Linked DNA regions of Zea mays: regions 1 and 3 are each linked to region 2. Evidence: chromatin contacts called from public Hi-C data. All regions are on one chromosome and are shown on one strand. Each heading gives the region's core, a stretch centred on a gene start, on an enhancer-like site or on the middle of the called end of the contact. The rest is flanking DNA. Distances are from core to core; before and after follow the strand shown. Region 1 has its middle 21 kb from the start of LOC100857077. Region 2 has its middle 200 kb from the start of LOC100282973. Region 3 holds the start of LOC100282973.

What was found. A called contact is a pair of places that touch in the nucleus more often than the background predicts.
Region 1: a contact with region 2 is called in a Hi-C map of ear, with 4 times the contacts expected there. The contact joins two enhancer-like sites. A contact is called at or near these places in 3 of 25 Hi-C or Micro-C datasets (ear, leaf and tassel).
Region 3: a contact with region 2 is called in a Hi-C map of ear, with 1.8 times the contacts expected there. The contact joins the promoter of LOC100282973 here to the enhancer-like site in region 2. A contact is called at or near these places in 4 of 25 Hi-C or Micro-C datasets (ear, leaf and tassel).

The regions. Positions count from the first base shown.
Region 1 is chr5:131,695,274-131,698,035 of Zm-B73-REFERENCE-NAM-5.0, reverse strand. No RefSeq gene overlaps it. Among protein-coding and RNA genes, the nearest start is that of LOC100857077, 21 kb to the right of the region's middle. Within about 2 kb of position 1,420, at least 15 of the 20 cell types and tissues checked have an H3K27ac peak or open chromatin away from gene starts, as enhancers often do. A contact at or near this core is called in ear, leaf and tassel, where this site is marked.
Region 2 is chr5:131,878,084-131,880,983 of Zm-B73-REFERENCE-NAM-5.0, reverse strand. No RefSeq gene overlaps it. Among protein-coding and RNA genes, the nearest start is that of LOC100282973, 200 kb to the left of the region's middle. Within about 2 kb of position 1,328, at least 8 of the 20 cell types and tissues checked have an H3K27ac peak or open chromatin away from gene starts, as enhancers often do. A contact at or near this core is called in ear, leaf and tassel, where this site is marked.
Region 3 is chr5:132,079,713-132,082,412 of Zm-B73-REFERENCE-NAM-5.0, reverse strand. It overlaps LOC100282973, which reads right to left and starts at 1,406. Exons shown (of 11, transcript NM_001155877.1): 1 at 1,128-1,406; 2 at 765-818; 3 at 591-604. The coding sequence starts at 1,286.

The DNA.
Region 1 (2,762 bases), core at 171-2,670, 180 kb after region 2:
AACGGTTGCCATTTACTATTTTCGACGGGTGGTGGCGGCCGTCGGAGATAGCTTATGTCCGACGGCAGCCGTCGGACATAATCCTATTTCCGACGCCTTATCTCCAACGGCTTAAAGCCGTCGGAGATAGATTAATGTTGTCGGATATAAGCTATCTCCGACGGTTTAAAGCTTATGTCCGACGGCTTTGGTCGTCGAAAGCTGTTTCGTTCACTGTAGTGATGTTAACCTTTTGTTTAGAAAATTTATAATTAATATACCTAGAAGATATGTAAGCATTTTAATTTACAAAAACTAAGGTATAGGTCGTAGTATGTTTTTATGCAAAAGAAAATAACAAATGTTATCTTTAATTCTTTGCATGATCTACATATCACGAGAGAACTACTTTCGTAAACCCATCTATAACCTAACGAGTAACAATTATATTAGTTAGTTATATTTATTTTAGTATTTTTGAAATATCAAATGGTATGTCGCATTGAATACTAAACTACTTTATATTTTATAAGTAAATATATATAAAACTAACCACTCTATTTTTAGTTACAAAAATATGTGATCTTGCTTTTTCTTCCAAATTTCTTATTTAAAAGTCTACAAAGCGTTTAAAATAGCCATAACTTAGATCAAATGAAAAATAACATAAAGATTACGGTAACCCCTAATTTGAAATGTGCGTCACATAATTTTGAAGCTGTCAAAATAATTTCTACCTTGTTTAGATCACAAATTCATTTTTTATAAAAGGAAAAAACTGCAAGAGAGACTAGCTTCTCTATTAAACGTAGATCAAAAGAATTAGCACATAAATATATCTAGTCTCTTTCAACTTCAGACGGCAAATACATAGAGAATTGAGCAGTGGCTATCGGCTAACACAGACGTCGCAGGGAATGGAGGAGCACTGGAGTGGATCCTCGACGGGGCAGCAAAACTCAAGGGAAGTTGATGGCAGCGTGGCTGGACAGTTTATCGGGCGGTCAGCAGAGGAGAAGATCGTCTGGGCGTCAGCGGCGCGACGTCGCGAAGGCAGCGATCTGGGAGTGTGGGGAGAGGATGAAGTGGTCGGGATTTTATAGAGTGAGGGAGGAAGCAGAGGGACGCTGAGAGAGAGAGAGTTGCGACGGACGGCCATTGAACTCCATTGATGGCTGTCGGCAGCCGTTACATGAGAGAAAGAGTGGGGGAGAGGAGAAGGCGCGAGTGAGAGGGAGAGGGTCGCGGCGGTTCTGTAGGGGTTTGGTCGGTACAGCACATCCACAGTGGTTAGGCGAGGCGGCGGGGTAGAGCAATCGACGAGTGCAGCAGCGTCCTGTGAGCGGCGACTGCCCGAACGAATGAACGACACACGGTACCAAATAGAGAAAACGAGCAGTGGGTTGAAGATGAGGGCACTGACATGATGACCCCACTTGTCATGCAATCACGGAGAGAGAGGGACCGTGGGATGGGCTGGGAAGGGGATCGGCCTGGCCTCCTCGTTCAAGCGTGTGGCCTATGGATATGGATGGTACGTGAGTGTGTTTTCTTTTTTTTCTTCTTTTCTCTTTTTGATACTTTATAATATTTCTAAAAAAATTCTAATAAATCCAATAACACTAAATATTTATATTATATGTGTAAGTTAATTGTATTTTGAAATAATGAAATACTACTAAAACAATTCTCAATAATTAATTCAATCAAAATTTATCTTCCAAAAATGAATAAAAGAAATCAAGCACTTGATTTAAAATTTAAAATTTTATCCTCTAATAAGTTTAGCAACTAGTAATGAATTGTTTTATTTGATAGATTTGAGGTGTTACAATAGACTTAGTGCTTAGCAACCCTACCTGAAAGATGGGCAAGAGGGGCGACAGTGGTTTGGTGACAGCTCATGTTAACATGGGGTGGTAGTCTTGGCTAAGTTACCTCACCCAGAGGGCCATCAATACGGACGTGGAAACCTTAACGGTAGCTTTGTACTAAGGATATTTTGTGAAAGCCTCATAATGGATCCCTAGCCATTCACCTCGGTAGTGTTTACGGGTCCGATCAACCCAGACTAGATGGGATACATGGCTTGTGGGTAAAGTTGTACCACCTCTGCAGAGTGTAAAACTGATATGTCAGTCATGCTCACAGTTAAGAGCAACCTGGACCCTCACATGACAATTGAACTTAAAGACGAACAATAAATTGAGATCTGATGATCTACCAACGGTTTGCTTAAGTGGTTTCACTTAAGTGCTTTTGATATACTATTATACCTTTGATCAATTGGGATACTTGGGATACACAATTATTAGTAAGACAAGTGTTGCTAATAAAATATTGACCAACTAAAATGATTACCGCTTATCCATAGCCTACCTTGTTAACTTGCATTAATTTTCCCCACTTGCTGAGCTCCGACCATAAGTGAGCTCACCCTTGCTAATATTTTGATCAGAGGGTGATACTGAAGACTTCACTGATGATGATGATGAGTTTTAAGTCTAACGATGCGTCAGTCACCTTCCTGTGGAAGAGTGCCCATATTTAACTCTGCCCTACTTTGATTTTGATACTTGTTAAAGATACAATAATTCACATGATGTAATAAAGTACTCTACTCTCTTTACGCCTTTATTGCATTGTCTTTTGATATATTACACTTGTGACGTCAACATATATGTGAGAAATGGATCATGACCCACATATGCTATGCATTCGGTTTTGCCCCCAGAACCGGGTGTGACAGAAGTGGTATCAAAGCTATGCTGACTCTAGGTCAT
Region 2 (2,900 bases), core at 79-2,578:
TGCTTTTGAATTATTTGGGAGTGGTCTAATGTAAATAAATAAATATACATATATACTTAAAAAAGAAAAAGAGAGAAAATAAATAAAAAAGAGGGAAAAAGAAAGTCCTTTTCACCCCATCGCCTTGCCCACCAGCCCATCTAACGAGCGTAGGGGGAGGAGTGTCATGCTCCGTGGGCCACGCCCATCAGTTAGCCACAAAATCTCTCTCTTCTCCCCTCGGTAACTAGTTCTCTCATTCGATCTCGCGAGTAGCTTGGATAAACCTTAGCCCGACCATCCATTCCCACTAGAGATGGCAACGGGTACAAACCCACCGGGTTTTGCTATCCCAAATCCGTACCCATGAAAAATATTTACACCCATTAAAAAACCCGTACCCATGACGGGTTTGAAATTTTGCCCAAACCCGTACCCATCGGGTTCGCGGGTACCCACGGGTTACCCGCGGGTTTTTATCTCCAATATGCTTATTCTTTTTATAATCAATAAGTATCGTAATGATTAATGAGATTATGGTCCAAAATTTATGTAATGAACAACGAATTCATAATTTGGTATAAAAAATATTAGTAGAGATAATTAAATACAAATAATAATTGTATAATTAAGTTACCTTGCACTAAGTTATACATCCACCACATATATAACGCTATTAATAACTATAATAACAAGCAAACAACACTATCACCAACTACTTATACATTCACTATTTGATAAAAATTAGGAAGTAAATAGGTAGATAACAAGTTTGTTGTTCGTTTATAAAATAAAATAACAATATGCACTAGTTTTGGTCGGGTTTAAAAAACCTGCGGGTTCACGGGTTTGGGTACTATAGGAACAAACCCGTACCCATGAACTCGTCGGGTATACATTTATGCCCATTAACAAACCCATGAGTATGAAAATTGACCCAAACCCGTACCTTAATGGGGTAAAAACCCATCGGGTTTCGGGTTTCGGATACCCATTGCCATCTCTAATTCCCACACCCGTCCAATCCTTGCCCATAGCCGCATGTCTAGAGATGTCAATGGGGCCCCGAAATCCGATTACCCGTGGGGAATTACTCTATTAGGGTTAGGGTATGGATTAAAACAAATCCCCATGGGTATAGATATGGAATAAATTCCTTAACCATCGGGTATGGCGGGTTCGGGTTTAGGAGGGCTAAACCTAAACCCGATTACCCATGGGGAGAAATACCCGGTACAATCATGAGTCCATCAAGCATTCCAGCGACCATTTATCTGTGGCCTTGTGGGCTGCCGACAACCTATGGGCTCTAGAATCCCAAATTCCCAACCAATGAGGCCCGCAGGAAAGAAGCAAGGCAACAAAGTAAAAAAAAACCTAAACTAATTAACCAGTCGCTTGCCCTCAATCCCTCATGCTTGACCGCGTGCGTGACGGGCTGACGGCCGCTCGCTAGATGACCGGATAGCCGGACCGCCGCTCGCCGTCTCCTTCTCCAGATTTGCTTGGACGCCTAGACGGTCAGACCGCCGCTCGCTGGACGCCCCTGCAGAGCCCGTCAACCGCCGCTCGCCCAGACACCCGGACGGTCTGACCGCTCACTGGATGCGTGGATGGCGTCTTCATCGACGCCGACGCCGATGAACACCGCTGACGAGCAAGGAAAGTGAGTATGTTGATGATACTATAAAATATGCATGTTGGAATGAATGTCGAATTGTGTCCATAATCTATATGCTGAAATTCTGAAATGTTGAATAGTCGGGTCGGGTATGGGTCCCCATGGGTATTTAGTACCCGGTCGGGGATGGGTATGGGAAGATTTTCGTACCTGAGGTCGGGTTTGGGTTCGGGGATGGGGGCGGGTCGACGTTCATGGGTACGGGTCTGGGGAGTTAATCCCCGGTGGGTAATTCTCCATTGACATCTTTACGCACGTCGGACTCGACGTCGCGTCGTTCGTCATCGTGAAGAAGGGACCGACATCGCTGAGAGGAGGAGGCTATGTCGCGCTCATCACTGTATAGCAGAGTCTGCGGTCGCTGTACAACCATCTCGCCTCGCCCTTCATCGTGCTCATTGTCATTCTCGTCCAAGCCACCGGTGTATGGACCTGCTGCAGGGTGAGGGATCCATCTCCCTTGCTGTTCTTCTCCCTTTGTTTCATTGTGAAAGCTCTGCGACATTTTGGCGAAGGAATCAGCATGCTCCACCATAGCCGCACCTCACCTCCGCGCGCCCAGCTCCTGTGCGCTCGGCACCCACCATGGCCGCACCCACTGTCGGGTGCCTCCTCAGCCTCGACACCGAGCGACCACGACGACCAGGCCCTTGGGCTCTGCTGCAGCCCGCACGCAGCCTGCCTCGCCGCTCTATCCACACGACGTCGCCGTCCCTGTTCTTGCTGTTGTGTGCGCACAGGCATGACAACTAGCTAGACCGTGCGTCCCTGTGAGTCCCACTCTGAGCGGCTAAGGTCCTCAGGCCTATGCCCCTCCTTCCTCCCCAACTTGTTGGGGCCTTCGTCTTTCAAAGGTCCTCAAAAACACATTTAACCATTGTTGTTAGCACATCCTAGGAGCTTTGGTACTAAATACATTCAGAGCAAGACAGGGAGGAAGACAAAGATGTTAGCTTCGTCATAACAACACAAGGAAACAAAGGCAGAAGTGGAATAAGGCCGAGAGAAGGTGTTTTCAAGACTCTGTAACCAAAGCAGAAAAGGCAGAAGATGATACTGCCCCCACATAATTTGTAAACTGCATGTACAAGTTTTATGGAAATGTTTGTAACCATACACGAAGTTGTACCACCACACTATAAATAGATGAACAGTGCCCTACATGAGGAACCTCTTAGGTGCCGGGGGGAACAACTATGTGTAATCCATTTTCTTCCAAGTACCTTCGAGTTTTCTCCTC
Region 3 (2,700 bases), core at 157-2,656, 200 kb before region 2:
CTATAAATTTAGTTAAATGAAAAGGCATCTGGTTTAGCTGTATCACTAGCTCACGGCTGAGAAATGAGCAGTGTGTGCACTACCAAAAGCGAAAGGGCCTCTAGCGTAATGGTTAAAACTTCCGACTAACACCCCTGGGTTCGATCCCCCTCGGGGCGAATTTGTGGCTTGGTTAAAAAAAATCCCCTCGCTATGTCCTACCGCTCCTGGGTTACGTCTGCGCGCCACCCTTCGGCTGGGCCGTTGCAGAGTGGGCAGTGATGGCCCGCTAGTGATGAGGGGCAGGGTTCGGGGATTTTCTCGACGGGGACCATATTTCGGTCTCTTCTTAATAGAATACCGGGAGGGTGGTCTTTCCCTCCCCGGTCGAGTGTGTACTGTCAAATCCCTGAAACAAACTGGTTCAGTGTATGCCACTAGACACAGAACTATCTGATGAGCTAGAACAAACACAGCAACAATTAAATGGGTTTTTATAACTGTGGAGGAGTAGGGTAGGAAACATAACAAAAGATATATGCACGAATGTGAGGGAGAAACATGGAAGACTTATCTAACATCCATCCACTCATGGAGTATGAAACACTTACTTCTTATTCCAACCCTACAAGAGAAGTGACAAAGAATTAGAGAACAGCAGAAATTGCCAGGTATATGCTGATTTATGTGAGAGTAAGATATATCTAAATGGTTAAGGTGTGAAGAAAGAATGAGGAAACAATGCGTTTAAGAATACTTGCACAATGGAGTGACCTAAGACTTACGAGATAATGGACAAAGTAGCGCCATTCATCTTCATGGTTTTCGATCCTTTGAACCTTGAGAAATGGGACAGAATATATAAAGTTCCGTTATCATTAAACTGAAGAAGCAAAGAAAGAAGAGAAGGAACATGCATAGATCAGATGGGATGTGAATGATAAAGCCTAAACCCTAACAGCTAGCATAGTGCACGCAGGGGGGCTGGGGTAGTGAATCTAATCGACCAACGGGTCCGGGGCCGATGGTATCCTAATTCCTAACCCTAACAAGGATTAAGGAACACAGCACAACACAAGCGTAACAAATGAGTGTATCTACCATTCAGTAAGAGGTCGTCCAGGAAGGGAAGGAAAGAAATAGCGAACCTTGGCCTCGTAGAGGAGGGGGCCGTGGTAGGCGAGGACCCTTTCGTTCTCCTTGAAGGATGGCCCCGACGAGTCCTTGCCTTTGATCTTGTCCTCCTTCTTCTTCTCCTCCTTGTCGCTGGCCCCGCCGCTCGTGTTGGTATTCGAGGAGCTGCCCATGGATTCGATGCGATTCAATTCGCGTCTCACCGGAGATGGAGGAGCGGGCTGGGAGAGGGCAGAGGCTGCGACAGCGCACAATCGGACAGCGGAGGGAGACGAGGACAAACAGACGGTAATAATTCCGGGCCAACGGGCCGTCTTTTTCGTGTACGGTGGAGAGACTCAGGTTTTGTTTGGTCAACTAAATGTAACTTGTTTAAATATCATATGAGTGTTCCAACGAGAATATATAATAATACGATAACTTATGTACAAATGTGTGTTATATTGTCAACTTTTGTATCATCATACATATTGTTGGGGCGAAGGCGAAGACGCCACCCTTCGCTCGATGTCTTCGTCAATCTCGCTGCACCAACGGAGACAAGACGACTGGCAGACTTACCCTTCGTCTCACGCGTCGCCGGACGAAGGCCTGTGACGAGGTCGTCCCATCTCGCGGCCTCGTCCAACATGGAGGCCCACGTGTGATCCGACCCATGTAACAGGCCCTGCGTGGCCGCTGCGCATTACGGGTCTAATTTGTAAAGGTCTCCCTGTAATTACAGTTTGTAACCCTGCTTTATGGAAATATTCCGGGGATAACCTAGGCGCCTGAGGGCACATGCGTCCTTAACTCAGGACGTTGGGCACTCAGATACCTATAAATACCCCCGCACAGTGCCCTTGAAATGCTAGATTAACAGAGCTTTTGTCATCTCGAATTGAAACCTTGTTTACGTTGCTCTCACTCCCCCGTTGGATCAACTTGCTCGGGAGAGCAAGTTCCAACATTTGGCGCCCACCGTTTGTGCTACGGAAAAACCACCCGCGATGGCACCCAACAGAGCTAGCTCGAAGGCTGACGAGGCTGCGAAGGCAGCACTGCTGGCCGAGAAAAATGGCAAGGCCCTCGTCGACACCACCCACCAAGAGGCCACCGAAGACGACGCTCTCAGCAAGCGGCAGCGCAACGAACAACCTACTCCCGAAGGCAGTCTTCGCACCTGCAGCTCTGGAGGACAACCGCAACTTCCCCCAGGCTTCGCTCCACCAGAGGGCGCGGACGTCATCGAGGACGGCGAAGTCATCGGCGTTTCAGCGGAAGAGCAGCTACAGCTGCGTGCCTTCGCATCAAGAACCGTAACCTCCAGAAGCGAAAAGAAATCCTTGAGGCCAAGCGCCAACGCGTGTCTGCACAAGCTAAGGTGCGACAGATGATACGCGACGAAGAGCAGAAAGCCCAGGAGCTCGAACAAGAGATCGCGCTCATGCAGCGCGAAGGCCACCTCGGCCTGCAACACGCCCCCCCCCCCTACAGCAGCGCGCACAAATCGAAGACATGTACTTCCCTCAGCACGGCCACGCCGTTGTTAGAAATATGCCCTAGAGATAATCATAGAGATGAGCATATTTCTTTGTATCCATGATA